3 separate regions of the Hordeum vulgare genome follow, and regions 1 and 3 are each linked to region 2. The links are chromatin contacts, called in public Hi-C maps. All regions are on one chromosome and are shown on one strand. Each heading gives the region's core, a stretch centred on a gene start, on an enhancer-like site or on the middle of the called end of the contact. The rest is flanking DNA. Distances are from core to core; before and after follow the strand shown. Region 1 holds the start of LOC123407693 (DNA damage-repair/toleration protein DRT100-like). Region 2 holds the start of LOC123407154. Region 3 holds the start of LOC123412190 (tonoplast dicarboxylate transporter-like).

What was found. Hi-C and Micro-C count contacts between places; a contact is called where the count stands out from the background.
Region 1: a Hi-C map of seedling shows a contact between it and region 2, with 4 times the contacts expected there. The contact joins the promoter of LOC123407693 here to the promoter of LOC123407154 in region 2. A contact is called at or near these places in 2 of 6 Hi-C or Micro-C datasets (leaf and seedling) and 1 of 1 datasets of contacts at active chromatin or transcription factors (embryo).
Region 3: a contact with region 2 is called in a Hi-C map of leaf, with 6 times the contacts expected there. The contact joins the promoter of LOC123412190 here to the promoter of LOC123407154 in region 2. A contact is called at or near these places in 4 of 6 Hi-C or Micro-C datasets (leaf and seedling) and 1 of 1 datasets of contacts at active chromatin or transcription factors (embryo).

Annotation. Positions count from the first base shown.
Region 1 is chr7H:171,301,424-171,306,250 of MorexV3_pseudomolecules_assembly, reverse strand. LOC123407693 (DNA damage-repair/toleration protein DRT100-like) reads right to left here and starts at 3,190. Exons shown (of 1, transcript XM_045100883.1): 1 at 1,620-3,190. The coding sequence starts at 3,142. The coding sequence ends at 2,000.
Region 2 is chr7H:170,957,893-170,962,726 of MorexV3_pseudomolecules_assembly, reverse strand. It overlaps LOC123407154, which reads right to left and starts at 3,106. Exons shown (of 3, transcript XM_045100222.1): 1 at 3,013-3,106; 2 at 1,726-1,866; 3 at 1-597. The coding sequence starts at 443.
Region 3 is chr7H:170,544,674-170,549,563 of MorexV3_pseudomolecules_assembly, reverse strand. It overlaps LOC123412190 (tonoplast dicarboxylate transporter-like), which reads left to right and starts at 2,114. Exons shown (of 6, transcript XM_045105129.1): 1 at 2,114-2,696; 2 at 2,784-3,276; 3 at 3,916-3,959; 4 at 4,091-4,186; 5 at 4,288-4,798. The coding sequence starts at 2,232.

The DNA of each region.
Region 1 (4,827 bases), core at 1,941-4,440, 340 kb before region 2:
AATGTAACCGCCGCAAAAAAGATACAAACTGATTACCATGGGAAATAAATAAGGCATGTTGGAGAGAACAACATTTGTAAATTTGACATGTGATTGAATGTTTTTTTTTCTGTAAACTTGCGGTTCAATAATTTATTTTATAGAATTGGCATGTGACCAGGAGAGAGCAAGTTCAGACATTTGCCATGTGACATACCAACAAACAAAAAATCTTACAAAAATTGCCATGATTTAGGACACAAAATTTATAAATTTCCTTTCAAATGAAGCATAATTATGGAAAACAAAAAATAAATCCAAAAGTGTAGAGAAAAGCATGTTCATACACACCAAGGGCATTAATATCTAACATGCATCTTTTTTAGTTCATTTAAGTGGCAATTTGCACCCAGACCTATCAAAAGGACAATAGTTGTGTTCAGTAATTTTTTAAGGATGGAAAATTGCCTGACGCCATACAACAGATGCATAAAATACAGACAGATGGATGTTCAACTTTTGTTTCATGACCCTTTAAAAGGGAAAAGAAGCATAACGAGGCACTAAAATGAACCTCGGCGAAGGAATTTATGGCTCGTCTGCTTTTCATTTGTCAATGCCGACCTCAGACTTCTCCCTCGTGCGATGGGCTTGCCGCGTCGACCAATGTTGCTCGGGTCAGAAGTAAGCTCGCGGCAGAGCAACGCAGGGGCACCAGACCGAATCAAGAAGTGTGGGAGGGGGAAATGAGACAAAGGCCGACCTAAGTAGTGGGTTGGGGGAAGGGGGGGGGGCTTTTTCGTTGACCCGTTGACGACTTGATGCTGAGGTGGCGAGGGACGTGTCACAACATTCGTTGTACTCCCTCCGTTCCTAAATATAAATCTTTTTAAAGATTTCACTAGAGGACTACATACGAAGCAAAATGAATGAATATGCACTTTAAAGTATGTCTATATACATTCGTACGTAGTGTCTTAATGGAAACTTTTAAAAAAACTTATATTTAAGAACGGATGGAGTACAAATCAAAATGTAGGCCCCATGTCGTTGGTTTGGAAAGTGCAAAAAACGAACTTCAGATTTTCTTTATCATTTGGGAAAAATAAAAGCTACCCCATGTGCAACGGTACTGTGTTGAAGATGCTTTGCTTTTCGATCTAGAGAAATTGAAAGGGAGAGTGGTCCAAAATTCCAATGCATTTCCAAGCACGGCTATTGCTCAGATCTTGAGCGGGTAGTAAAGAGCAGTAGTAGTACGAAACGATAAGCTGTCAAAGTTCACCAAAGGAAAAAAAGGCCCGTCCGTGGGCTGTCTATCTGTGTAGCCTGACCGTCTGTAGCTTCAAATAATTTTCCGGGTGTTCATGGAACACGACAGGAGCAGCTGCACTTGTTACTGTGCAGTGTTTGTTAAGGAACTGGACAGAGTACCAGGAAGCCGGGCTAGATAACTGGTGGAAGTAATGACAGAGCGGCCAAAATCACATTCCGGTGATTATGCAGCACGAGTTTACAGGTTCATACTATTATCATATTCACGTGTTCATATTAAATTTGATGTCGGCATGTGCTATGCGCAACTGCGGGAGCAATGCTAAAAAATACCAAAAAAAAAACATATTTTTGACAGAAGCTTGTAGCCCTGTAACAGTCCCAACTTGATAGTAGCAGCACACTCCAGTAGCCATGGAAATCACTGCAACCCACAAAAAAAACATGGAAATCACTGGCAAATGGAAACGGAAAATGAAGAGGAAGGGAGGAAGGAGGAGGGATTATCTCCATTTCCTTGCCGCTTCCTCGCTCACACACGATCGTCGATCGGTAGTACACTAAATTTATCTTCTTCCATATACCCAACCTATAGTCCAAGTCAAAGAAAAAAAACTATTGTTCAAGTTAGGGCAGGCCCCGCGCCGCACGGTACTTGGACCTTGGTACATGGCTACGGCACATCATCAGTAAAAATCATTCGAAGTCGGGCCGACGCGATCCACCTCTCGTCACGTATGGACGTTCACGTGCACTTGCCGAGCGGGGCCCCGCAGAGGCAGCTGTTGCTGGCGAAGGACTCGGCGGCGAGGTGGTCGAACGGCGGACCCGCCGGGATGGTACCGCACAGCCGGTTGTGGCTGAGGTCGAGGTGCCCCACGTACGCCGCCGACGCCAGGGACCGCGGCACGCCGCCGGTCAGCCGGTTCCGCGACAGGTCCAGCACGATGAAGTAGGACTTGCCCGTGAACGCGTCCGGGATGGGGCCCTCCACGGCGTTCCGGCTCAGGTTCACGATCGCGAGCCCCTTCGTCCCCAGCAGCCCTGCCGGGATCCGCCCGGAGATGCGGTTGCCGCCGAGGTACAGCGAGGTGAGCACGCCGCTTCCCGACGACCCGAGGCTGTTCGGGATGGCGCCGGTGAGGTGGTTCTCGGAGAGGTCGAGATCGGCGAGCCGGGTGAGGGTCCCGACGGACGGAGGGATGTGCCCTGACAGCCGGTTCCGGCTGAGCAGCGCGCGGCTCAGCGTGGCGAGGTTGCCGATGTTGGCTGGGATAGTGCCGGTGAGCTGGTTATTGGCGAGGTCGAGGTGCTTGATGGATGCGAGGGAGGCGATGGAGCTGGGGATGGCGCCGGAGAGGAGGTTGTCGGCGAGGTTCAGCACGATGAGGCGGGAGAGGCTGCCGATGGACGGCGGGATCTCGCCCGTGAGGCGGTTGGCGGGGAGCTCGAGGATACGGAGGTTGGGAAGGGAGGTGGCGACGCAGGACGGGATGGGCCCGGATATCTGCTTCCAGTCGGCGAGGATGAGAGAGGACAGGGCGTCGAGGTGGCAGACGTGGTCGGAGATGTAGCCGGACATGACGCCCGAGGCGGGGTGGCCGTCGGGGGCCATGACGGCGTCCTCGCCTTCGCCGCGGAGGGTCAGGTCGGCCACGCGGCCGCTCGTGGGGTCGCAGCTCACGCCGTACCAGTTGGCGCAGCAGTCCGCGCCCTTCCACGACGAGAAGACGCCGAGGTGCGCCTCCGACAGCGCCGCGCGGATCGACAGCAGCGCGTCACGGTCGGACTCCGAGCACGCCGGGCCGGCTGTGGTGGCGGAGACGAACACGGCGAGGATGGCGATGGCGAGGAGCGGACTTGCCGAGCTTGGAGCGGGAGATGCCATGGCTTTGTCTCGAGTGGAGTGGAGACACTGCTGAGTGGAGTGAGCTTGCAGAGCAAAGCTTTTAGTAGAGGCTGGAAGAGTGTTTAAAATGACCGTTTTGCCCTGGAGCAAGCGCGTTCATCATGCATCCACTACCACATCCTTCGGTTTCAAGTTACTTTTTTCAAGGGGGGTTTAAGTTAGTACAGCTTACAGCATTTTTATGATCCGTAAAATTTGTTTACAGTTCAACGAAGCGAAGTTTTACGGGACGAAATCTTGCGTTGCAGAACAGACCTTGTAAAACTATATAATTTGAAAAAAAGTTTTCGCGGGAGAAATTGCAACCACACTTATTCATAGTTCATCACATACTACATGATCATACATACTACATTTTGTCATGCACAACTACTAGAGGGGTAGAGCTAAGCTAACTCTACTTGAGCTCATCCGAGCTAATAAGGCCCTGTTTGTTTCAGAAGTCTTAGGACTTTTTTAAATCCCAACTAAAAAGTCTGTAGTCCCTACTCGTTTGTTTTCATGGACTAAATAGGGACTAGAGATCATTAAATGACATGCAAAAAGACCATGTTACCCCTAGTAATGTAGTAGTAGTTATTAAATAACATGTTAAAAGTAGGGGCATTGTTGGAAAAAGTGCCAAAAAAGTCCCAAAAAGACCCTCTCGTAGGGACTTCTTCCTTTAGTCCCAAATACCCCCTTTTAGTCCCTAAAAGTCCCTCCTGTTTATTCACATGGGACTAAAAGGGAATTTTTTAGTCCCTACACCAAAAAGTTCCTGGAAACAGACACCCCCTAACTACCCTACCGCACTATGTAAAATTGAGCTCACTCGAGCTCGTGCCGTAGTAGATGCGGCAGCGCTCAGTGTCGTCGAAGGAGAAGGAGAGCTCGACGTAAATGCACTCCTGCACAGTGGCTTCACGGCGCCACTCCTCCACCTTGTCGCCGAAGGCGAGGGCTGCTCTGACACCCTGGTCGTAGAGCATAGTGTCGATCTCCTCGTCCCTCCGACGGCGTTGCCGGTCCTCTTCCGCCTCCCGTGCATTGTGCACTAGCAGCGCGGGCAAAAGGGTGTACGCCTCCGCCAGGGGCAGGAAGTCCTCCGGTCCAACGACGCCCCCGACACGTCGCTCCGGCCCCGCCTTGGCCTCCGGCTTCATCTTCACCAACAGGAGCTCCTTTAGCTCCCACTTCATCGGGGGAGGGAGGAGCGCGAGCGCGAGCTCGACGCCTCGGAGGAGCTGTCGGGGAAGAGGCGGCCGCGCGCACGATCGTACTCCTATGTCTCGCGACGGAGGAGTGACGGCGGCGACAACAGGCCCATCGCGTGTACCACAGGGCGTCGCGCTTCCGCGCGACGTCGGATCTGACGCAACGAGCCCTCTCGGGGTCGTCGTTGCGAGGCCACCGGAGTTGGCCATCTTGGACGGTGGATTGGAGCGGCTAGGCAGCGGAATGGAGATGCGCGGCGGCGGATCTGAGGCGCGGGCGGTGAGGTGTGGGGATTTTTCGGCGGCGGAGGGATAGTGTTTGGACCCGTATCCAACGGTCGAACCCGCAAATATAGTGGTTGCGGGATCGCGTTTACGGCCATCGCAAAATTTTTATGGGTGTGGCCTCGTTTACGGTGTCTATTCTAATAGTAAAAACGGTCCAATCCCATATAATCGCCGTAATTT
Region 2 (4,834 bases), core at 1,857-4,356:
TTCTTTTGTTGCTGTGTAGCTTGCTTCGGCACTTTTCTGGAAGCATTCTGCCTTCTGATATCATAATGAGATCGCTTTGTTTGATCACACAATATTGAATGAGCTTCAGCAACCAACTTGAAAGCAGCGTCAGCACCAGGAAAACAGTTTTTATCAGGATGGAGTGAAAAGGCAAGCCTGAGGTATTGCTTTCTTATGTTAGCATGATCTGTCGTTGCCTCCACTTGAAGGATTGCATACCAGTCCGTCTCTCCATTCACCCTTGCCTCTGCTGCACAGTGCACAGTGCAAACACATAGCAGCTGAGATATATTCTCAAGCTCTGGAAATAGGATCTGAGCTTTAAGTGCAATCTTTCGGGCACCAACGAAGTCTTTATTTTCCAACTTCTTTACAGCAATTTCCCTGGCTCTGGAAGCCTCTTCTCTGTTGCACTCCATCATAGTCACTGACAAAAAATACCACAAAACTCTCACGTGAAGTGATATCAGCTGGAAATGAGTATCCTCTGACTCAAGCTTCACAGCAGATAACGGATGCGCACATCTGGATCAATTTCTCAAAAACACTATGACTGAAAATTTACTGCATCAGGACCTACAATTTAAGAAGGAAAGAATAATTCTTAGTAACTGAAAATTAAACACCTAAAAACACACACATTTGTGGATTACTGGATTCCATAACAATAAGTCAAGATTCCTCAAGTGTAAAACCTAGTATATGAGACCACATATGATATATTCCCTCCGTTCGTAAATAGATAGCTTCCTAGAAAGTGCGCAGTTTTTAACTTTGACTATTACTCCCTCCGTACCTAAATATAAGTCTTTTAAGATATTTCACTAGGTGTCTACATACGGAACAAAATGAATGAATCTATACTCTAAAATATGTCTATATACATCCGTATGTAGTCCACTAGTTGAACCTCTAGAAAGACTTATATTTAGGAACGGAGGGAGGAGTAGATAAAATAACAGTTAGATTGGTAAGATGAAAGTAGTAATATTAGATTTTACATGAAATATATTTCCATTGTATTAAACTACATAAGTCCTATATGAGAACGAGTCACTGCTAAAAGATCATCTATTTTGTGACACGTCAAAAGGCAATACCAGCAAAACAAGACATGAGAACAACATTATATATTTCGCATGAACCTTATGCACTAATTAGAGTAATGAAGAGCGGATTGTTATTTATAATCAGCTGTCTGACCAGCCTTCTTCGTAAGTTGTTTATGCAGTACCGTAGTTTGCTATCACCAGAAAATGTTTGTAGCAGGCTATTACCAGCTCGTAGATGTACAACACCACAGTATAGTCTGTACTGCATGCGATTTAGTGACACAAGAATGACTGGAAAGGGGCATAAGCCACTAGAAACAAATAGATAAGTAACTGATTATCTTGTCAAGTAAATACAATGCCATTCTCGAGAACTCTAGATGAAAAGGAAAAACTTGCCATGTGCCCATGTGCAGGAAGGACTTTGATGAGCCGAAAGTAAAAAAAAGGGCAGCCTAGTGCACGTAGCTCCCGCTTGCGCAGGGTCTGGGGAAGGGTCCGACCACTTTTGATGAGCCCAAAGTAAGATGTGTGAAAACATGGGTTGTTCAAGGAAGGGCATCTTGGCAGCGACTCAGATGGGTTGTCTCAGGTGTAAGAAGAGATAAGAGAGACTAAAGAGCATTAATGGATTTGTAATACGAGAAAGTACCCAGGGAATTTCAAGATCCGGCAGATACTACATGCTTCGGGTTCAACACTAGATCCAGATTCCACCTTGGAGCCAGCCAAATAGACGACTTGCTTCAGGAGTCCGGTCCCATCTGGATCCGTTTCCAGATCATGTAATGTCCTTTCATGAAGATGTTAAATTATGGTTAACTGCATTTGCATGTGTAGAGTACCTAAAAGGACAAAGCACTGTATCATCCGTGTCAGTGCTATATAGATTTATTTATCTATAGAAAAACTCGGAAGACATGCTCACTGAGTGAGATGAGAACTTCCAATATGACCAAAATACATGTGCATACCACAGGAAGCAGATGAAACTAGATATCTGCAGGCTTAAATTGCCACTCCATCATCATTACCATATCTCTCAGCAAAAACCAACTAAGCCAATGCCTTATTCATTATCACCAGATACGCCGTAGGAATTCCTATGGCATCCTCTCAGAACAAGCATTGTACAGCTACTGCAAATATTGTGGTAAGAAAAATATTTGCCATCATATTCCTTCTTTCGTTCCTTTCATTTACTTAAGCATAAAATTTAAATGCCTGTATATGTGTAATGTATAAACTATGACATAGGTACACCTCAGTATCAACAGGATATAAAAGGATTACAAGACTACAAGAGAACTCAAACAATCAGTGAAACATACAACCAACACTAACTGCAGCAACACTCAAACAATCAGCGACATGAACGGCCAACAGAATGTAAAAATATGGCAGTTGCATTGAGACAATCAGCACCATGTAGTGCAGTCAAACAAGTAGCAACATCCAGTACCAAAAATGATTTGTAGGACATTGCATTTTTGCCTGAGAAATGGACTCATTAAATCGTGCATTGCAGTTTTGTAAGAAAATCGTCCTGATCCCCACCCTCCAAGCCCATACTGTCTGCAGCTCCCCCCCCCCCCCCCCCCCCCCCCCGATCAGAGATTAACTGAGATTAGAGGGGGGAAACATTGCAGGGCAAGATGCAGTAAACTAGGGTTTGGGGCCGCGTGGTTTGTGAGAGGCAGTGGCCTGAGGGGAAGACAGGGTTTGTGGAGGAACCCAGGAGGGGCTGCCGGAGGGATAACTTTAAAATGACGCAATGGCGACTACATCTTCTGCTCCTACCACGCCATAGGAAGACTCGCCCATGCACAGGATTGGAATTCGATCAGCACAGGAAGAAGAAACTAATCTAAAATCTAGCTGCAGTGTGAGATAATCTGATCACAATTTCAACAAGTTTACCAAAAGCCAGCAGCAGTACCAGAAACGGTGGAGTGGCCGCCGATGAGCAGGCGCCCGCTAGCCGTCGCGGTGGCGGGAGCCGTAGCGAGAACAAAGGAGGCGAAGCGGAGGGGAATTTGTGAGGTGTTGGTTCCAACAAGTCCTAGGGCTTTATTCACGGGGAATTACAAATGTACCCCTCGTTGTGAAAAATGACCAAATTAGCCCTGAGGTGGGGGTACAACCAGCAGTACACCTCACCAAACGGGCCGGGCCGGCACGACACGGCACGCTTGGGCCCGATTATTAGCCGGGCCGTGGCGTGCCGGCCCACCGGCGCAGCCTCCCGGCCAGGCACGGCATGGAGGCTATACGGGCCGGCCCCTAGTCTGTTAGTTTTTCTTTTATTTTAGGTTGTTATTTGGGCTAATTTTGGCCTGTTAGTCTGTTTTTGGGCCGACTTTAGTATATTGGGCTGTGTTTTGGGTCGTTTTTGGCCTATTAGATTTTTTACCCTATATATATATATATAAATAAATAATAAAATGATAAACGGGCCGTGCCGTGTCGACCCGCGTGCCCAACCCTCAGGCCTAGGCACGGCCCGAGGCGGGCCGCGTGCCTGGCACGGCCTATTTAAGTCGTGTCGGGCTCGGCCCGTGGCATGCCTGGCTGGCGTGCTTTCGGGCCGGCCCAGAAAGCACGACCCGGGCCGGCCCAGAAAGCACGACCCGTTTGGCCAGCTTTGACCAGCACTGCCCTTCAGGACAGGGGCGGGCTGAAAGAACGCCTGCCTGGCACACAAAACCCTATTTGACGTTGCAGACGGTGGTTAAAGGGGAAGCTTCTACCTGTCGTTCATTGTGGCAGGGAATAGGTGCAACACACAAGGACTCGCCCTAACTAGGCCGGCCCAACTTTTTTTATGTTTTAAAAAAATGTAATAATTTTTTTGTTTCTTTTTTCCTTTCTGCTTGTTTCCTTTCATTTTAATATTTTGTATTCTTTTTCTTTTTTTTTCCTTTTCTTTTAGTATTTTAAACAATTTGAAGAATATTTTTCAAAAATCAAAACATTTTTTGAATTTAAGAAAAAAAAAGGAACTAAACAGAAAAGGAAAAATGTTACCTTTTTTTTTGATACCTTTTTCCTTTTAAATTTCTTTCCTATTTTCGTTCGTTATTTCTTTCCTTTTTTAATTTTCATTTTGTATCCAAAGAAAAAATATTTTAAAAGTGCAAGCAATTTTGTAAAGGACTAATATTTTTTGAATCTTGAAAACAAAATTTTGAAAAGGAGAACAATATTTAAAAAACCCAAACAAATATGAAAGCGCGAACACATTTTTAAAGCACAAATATTTTTAAATTTTTGAGAAGATATTTTGAAACTAAGAACAATTTTGAGAAATCATGAACAATTTTTTAAACATGAATTTTTTTTGAACCTTGAGAACAAAATTTTAAAAAGAGGAAAAATTTGGAAAACCCAAACAAATTTGAAAGCGTGACAAATTTTTAAAGCACTAACATTTTTTGAATTTTAAGAACAAATTTTGAAACTAAGAATAATTTTGAAAATTCCTAAACAAATTTGGAAGAGCGAACAATTTTTTAAAGCCTGAACATTTTTTGAATCTTGAGAACAATTTTTTTTTTAAAACTCCAAACAAATTTGGAAGCGCGAACGATTTGATCATTTTTTTAAATGAAGAACAAATCTGAAAGTGTGAAGAAATTTTAAAAGCATGAAGATTTTTTGAATCTTGAAAACAAATTTTAGAAACGAGAACAACTTTAAAAAAATCTTAAACAAATTTGGAAGCCCTAACAATTTTTTGAACATGTTTAAATCAAGAACAA
Region 3 (4,890 bases), core at 865-3,364, 410 kb after region 2:
TCCCTTGCTACAAAAGGGATTGGGCCATCTTGCTGCACCTTTGTTACTATTGTTACTTGTTACCCGTTATGAATTATCTTATCCCGTAACTATCTATTACCGATAATTTCAGTGCTTGTAGAGAATACCTTGCTGAAAACCACTTCTCATTTCCTTCTGCTCCTCGTTGGGTTCGACACTCTTACTTATCGAAAGGACTACGATAGATCCCCTATACTTGTGGGTCATCACATGCTGGGCGGCCTTGCTGGATTAGTTTTACCTTTTATGAAATATCTTGTGCATCGGGATTCGGGTGAGACTTTGGGTTTTCTCAGAGTTGAGGTTTTTTCCACTAAGGAATCTGAGGAGATCACGAGTTTCGTGATCGAGGATTTCTATGCATCTTGTTGAAATTTGTGATGGATTAGTTGGAGCACCCCTGCAGGGTTAAATCTTTTGAAAAGCCGTGTCCATAGTTATGTGACAAACTTGTAAACTTTGTTAACATCATGCCAACTATGTGCGTAACCATGAAAAGTCGTGCAGGGTTCTAGATAACTTGAAATAACTTAACTAAAACCTGCCAACTGTGTGTGTAACCATGACTGTTTCCTTCAGAGCTCCTTTTCTAATCGAGAACACGGTGGGGTTATGACTGACGTAAGTAGGTGTTCAGAATCACCTAGTGATTATATTAGATTTTTGACCGTCATGCGTAGAGCACCAAACTACTTCATGTTCTTCGTAATATAGCCACCATAAATGCTTAGTGCTGCTGCAAACTCAAACACATACCCCATCCTCACCTAATAACTTAGTAAGACTCGCTATCATGGTCATGAGATTGTTGAGTTGTTTTGGCTCACAGATTACTACAATCAGCCCACATGTATAGGTGCAGCAGATACAGATGCTTTCGTGGCTACACAGCTGAAGTGGGAGTTTGACGAGGACAGTGGCCGTATGTACGTGACGTACCCCGACGACTAGAGGTCCTTGGTCGTGATTGTGAGCCTAGCGAGGCGGGAATATTGCTTTTGTTGTTTATCTTGTTCGTAGTCGGACCCTGCCTTCTGAATGATTTGAATAAATGTTGTGTGAATCATGTAACTTAATTGTGGCGAGTGTAAGCCAAATCTTATTACTCACCCCTCTTGTGGGTATTGCAATGTTTACCGTTCTTACGAAACACTTAGATGCGCCCCTTTCCCCTTTTGAGGCCTCGCCCCCAAATAAGAAAAGAGTCGCATCGTCCAAGATGCGATTCTTTCTTTATTTGGGGGTGAGGCATCAACTAAGGAAAGAATCGCATCTTGAACGTGACATCCCGCGACAAGCGAGCCTTAGGCTCCCGATAGGCTCTCCAGCGAGGCAACCAAGATGTGAAGCATCCATCTTTAGTTGTTCACCAAGGCGACAACTAACATATCCCCATTCTTCTTTCTATGTAATTTATTTTGGGTAATTCAGGTTTACCCGAACACTAACTTGATATTTCGGCTATGCGAATTCCCAGGTATAAAAGAATTGGACAAATTTTAGTTTTTAATTTTGAAAAACCAAATTTTCTATGACCCGAATTATCTGATCCCGAATTTCAGGTAAACCCAAACGCCAAGCCTGAAATACATGTATGGTTGGTACACTAATTGGTTGCATGAACTGATGCCCACCCACCATTTGGCAAGTCGATCCAGATCGAGATTGTCGATGATGATGTCGTGACTATGCCCTATCAACCTCGTCGGGGCCATGAGAGACGTATGAGGCGCTCACTTCACTGGCAACATATTTCTGCCATTCAGCGGTCGACAGTATCGTTTTCACGTCGCGTGACGCAGCAGCATCTAACATGTCCAAATTATGGCCCTTCGGTGCCTGGTGGGTGCACGACATTATTTTCCTTTCACTTATCAGTTTGTTGCTCTTGGACTGGTGGTTATCACTCATCAGTACATTCCGCACGATTGCCACCACAAAATCTTGCTTAATATTGTTATTTCTGTTACTATTATCCGACTCGAGCTTAATCTTATTCGTTACCAGTTATTATGAACGAGCAATGATCGGTGTGGCCACCGAAAGAGACTCCTGGAGCGACTCGTCACCTCCTGATTTCCTGGCCGTCGTGCCGGCGTGGCCACCTGAGCGAATTATCTTGCCACTTGTCACGCCATTTCGAGCTTCGCCTTGCTATAAACCCACACCGCAGACGACACGTACATCTCGGTAAAACGACGACGAGGGCGATGGAGAAGCCCGGCAGCTTCGACGGGAGCTCGTCGGAGGACGCGGGGACGCCCCTGCTGCTGCCGGTGCATCGCGACGACGCCACGACCACGGCCACGGCGGGGGGACGACGTCCGGCCTCGTCGCGCCTGAGGGCTCTCCTCGCGCATAAGTACCCTGCGATCGCGTCGGGGCCCGTGGCGTGCGCGGCCATATGCGCGCTCGTGGACCTCGGCGGCGCCGGCGCGGCGCCGCGGAACATGCTGGGCGTGCTGGCGTGGGTGTTCCTGTGGTGGGTGACGGACGCCGTGCCCCTCGGCGTGGCGTCCATGGCGCCGCTCTTCCTGTTCCCGGCCTTTGGCATCTCCTCCGCCGACTCCGTTGCCAAGGCGTACATGGACGACGTCATCGCCCTCGTCCTCGGAAGCTTCATCCTCGCCCTCGCCATCGAGCGCTACCACATCCACCGCCGCCTCGCTCTCAACGTGCGCTAATACTTAACTAACATTTCCACCGCGCGCGTAGCTTGCTAGAATTCTTGACGCCTAAACTGATCACCACGCATCGCGCAGATCACGCTGCGGTTCTGCGGGGACCCGGTGCGGCCGTCGCTGCTGCTGCTGGGGATCACCGGCACGACGGCGTTCGTGAGCATGTGGATCCACAACACGGCGTGCACGGTGATGATGATGCCGGTGGCGACGGGGATCCTGCAGCGGTTCCCGCGGGGCGCCGGCGCCGGCCAGGAGGAGGAGGAGCAGGAGGTGCGGCGGTTCTCCAAGGCGGTGGTGCTGGGCGTGGTGTACGCGTCGGCGGTGGGCGGGATGGCGACGCTGACGGGCACCGGAGTGAACATCATCCTGGTGGGGATGTGGTCGGCGTACTTTCCGGAGAAAGAGCCCATCACCTTCAGCTCGTGGATGAGCTTTGGCCTCCCAGTGGCGCTGGCCATGTTCTTGGCGCTCTGGGTCACGCTCTGCTTCATGTACTGTTCCAACAACACCGGAAAGGCGCTCTCTGCCTACCTCGACGGAAGCCACCTCAGAAGGGAGCTCAGCTTGTTAGGTACAGTACCTTTCCTTCCTTGTCTTCAGTAAACATTTTTTATTCTCTCATCTCATCTTCTTTGACCATGGCTGCATGCATCGTCGGTCGGGGATAATCCTTTTTTTTTTTTTAAAAAAATCTTCTTTGACGTGATACTTTTCTCGATCAACAGAGAGACATGAGTGACCTAACTGACTTTTGACTTTTCGTAAATTTTTAGCATTTGGATGATTCTGATTGGAAGAAGTCTCAGTTATATGGACGTAGAGTTTCTGCTCCCCAGCTCATTTGACCTCGGTAAACAGTAAATTCGAAAAATATATATATTTTTTTTAATAACATCTATAAAAGTTTTAAGTGCATACAGCGTTTTGAGAGTCTGATTTTTTTTTTCACGCCTTATGAAAATGTTATTTCAGGTCAACTTTTTTTCATGCACTTGAAACTTTTGTCAATGTTGCTTACAGAAGAATTCATTTTTTTAATTTGTTTCGATTCTTTTTTAATTTACTGTTCATCGAGCTCATCATTTGAGCTCTGGAGCAAAGGGGCACTTTCCCAGTTCCAGTAGTTTTTTTAGCTCAAAACACAAATACATTGTCCAAGGCGAACTGTAGTTGTCTCTCTGATGAGGGTTAGCATCATCTTCTATGACAGGTCCAATGGCTTTCGCGGAGAAGATGGTCTTGGCTGTCTTTGGGGTAAATTCACTTATTTTCCATGCCAATAGAAGTTTGAACAAAGAAGTGTTTGCTTTCTGTCGCACAATGTGGACCTGCTACTTGGTCATAATAAATCGTTAAGAACTCATCGAAATGGGCAACTTTTGCAGGGTTTAATTGTGTTATGGATGACTAGGAACCTAACAGACGACATTCCTGGGTGGGGAGTTCTCTTCCACAATCAAGTTGGGGATGGAACAGTCACGGTAAGTGCCCAAGATAATCATAAACTTTCTGAGCAGTAACACTACATATATATATATAACCTGATCTCATGGAGGAGCAAAGCAAATCACTTGCGACGCAGATCATGATGGCCACGCTGCTGTTCATAATCCCGAGCGGGAAGAGCGAGGGCGAGAAGCTCATGGACTGGGACAAGTGCAGGAAGCTGCAGTGGAACATCGTGCTCCTCCTCGGCGCGGGCTTCGCGATCGCCGACGGCTTCAGGACCAGCGGCCTGACCGGCATCCTCTCGGACGGCCTCAGGTTCCTCGAGGGCGCGCCGACGCTGGTGATCGTGCCCGTGGCCTGCGTTTTTAGCGGGGTCATCACGGAGTTCATGTCCGACGACTCGACCACCACGCTGGTGCTGCCTCTGTTTGCTGAGCTGGCCAGGTCCATCGAGGTGCACCCCGCGCTTCTCATGATCTCCGGCGCGATCGGGGCCCAGCTGTCGTACTTGTTTCCCACCGGGTCGCCGTCGAATGTCGTCGGCTTCAGCACTGGCCACATTACCATCAAGGATCTGGTGGCCACTGGATTGCCCCTCAAGGTTGTCGGAGTTGCAGCTCTCACAGTCTTGCTGCCAACACTAGGTAATTAACAACGCCTCCTGCACCAAGCACACCATGCATGAAGAATTAGTCGTCCGTCAGTAACTAAGTGATGCTCTACTGCCCTCTCTAAC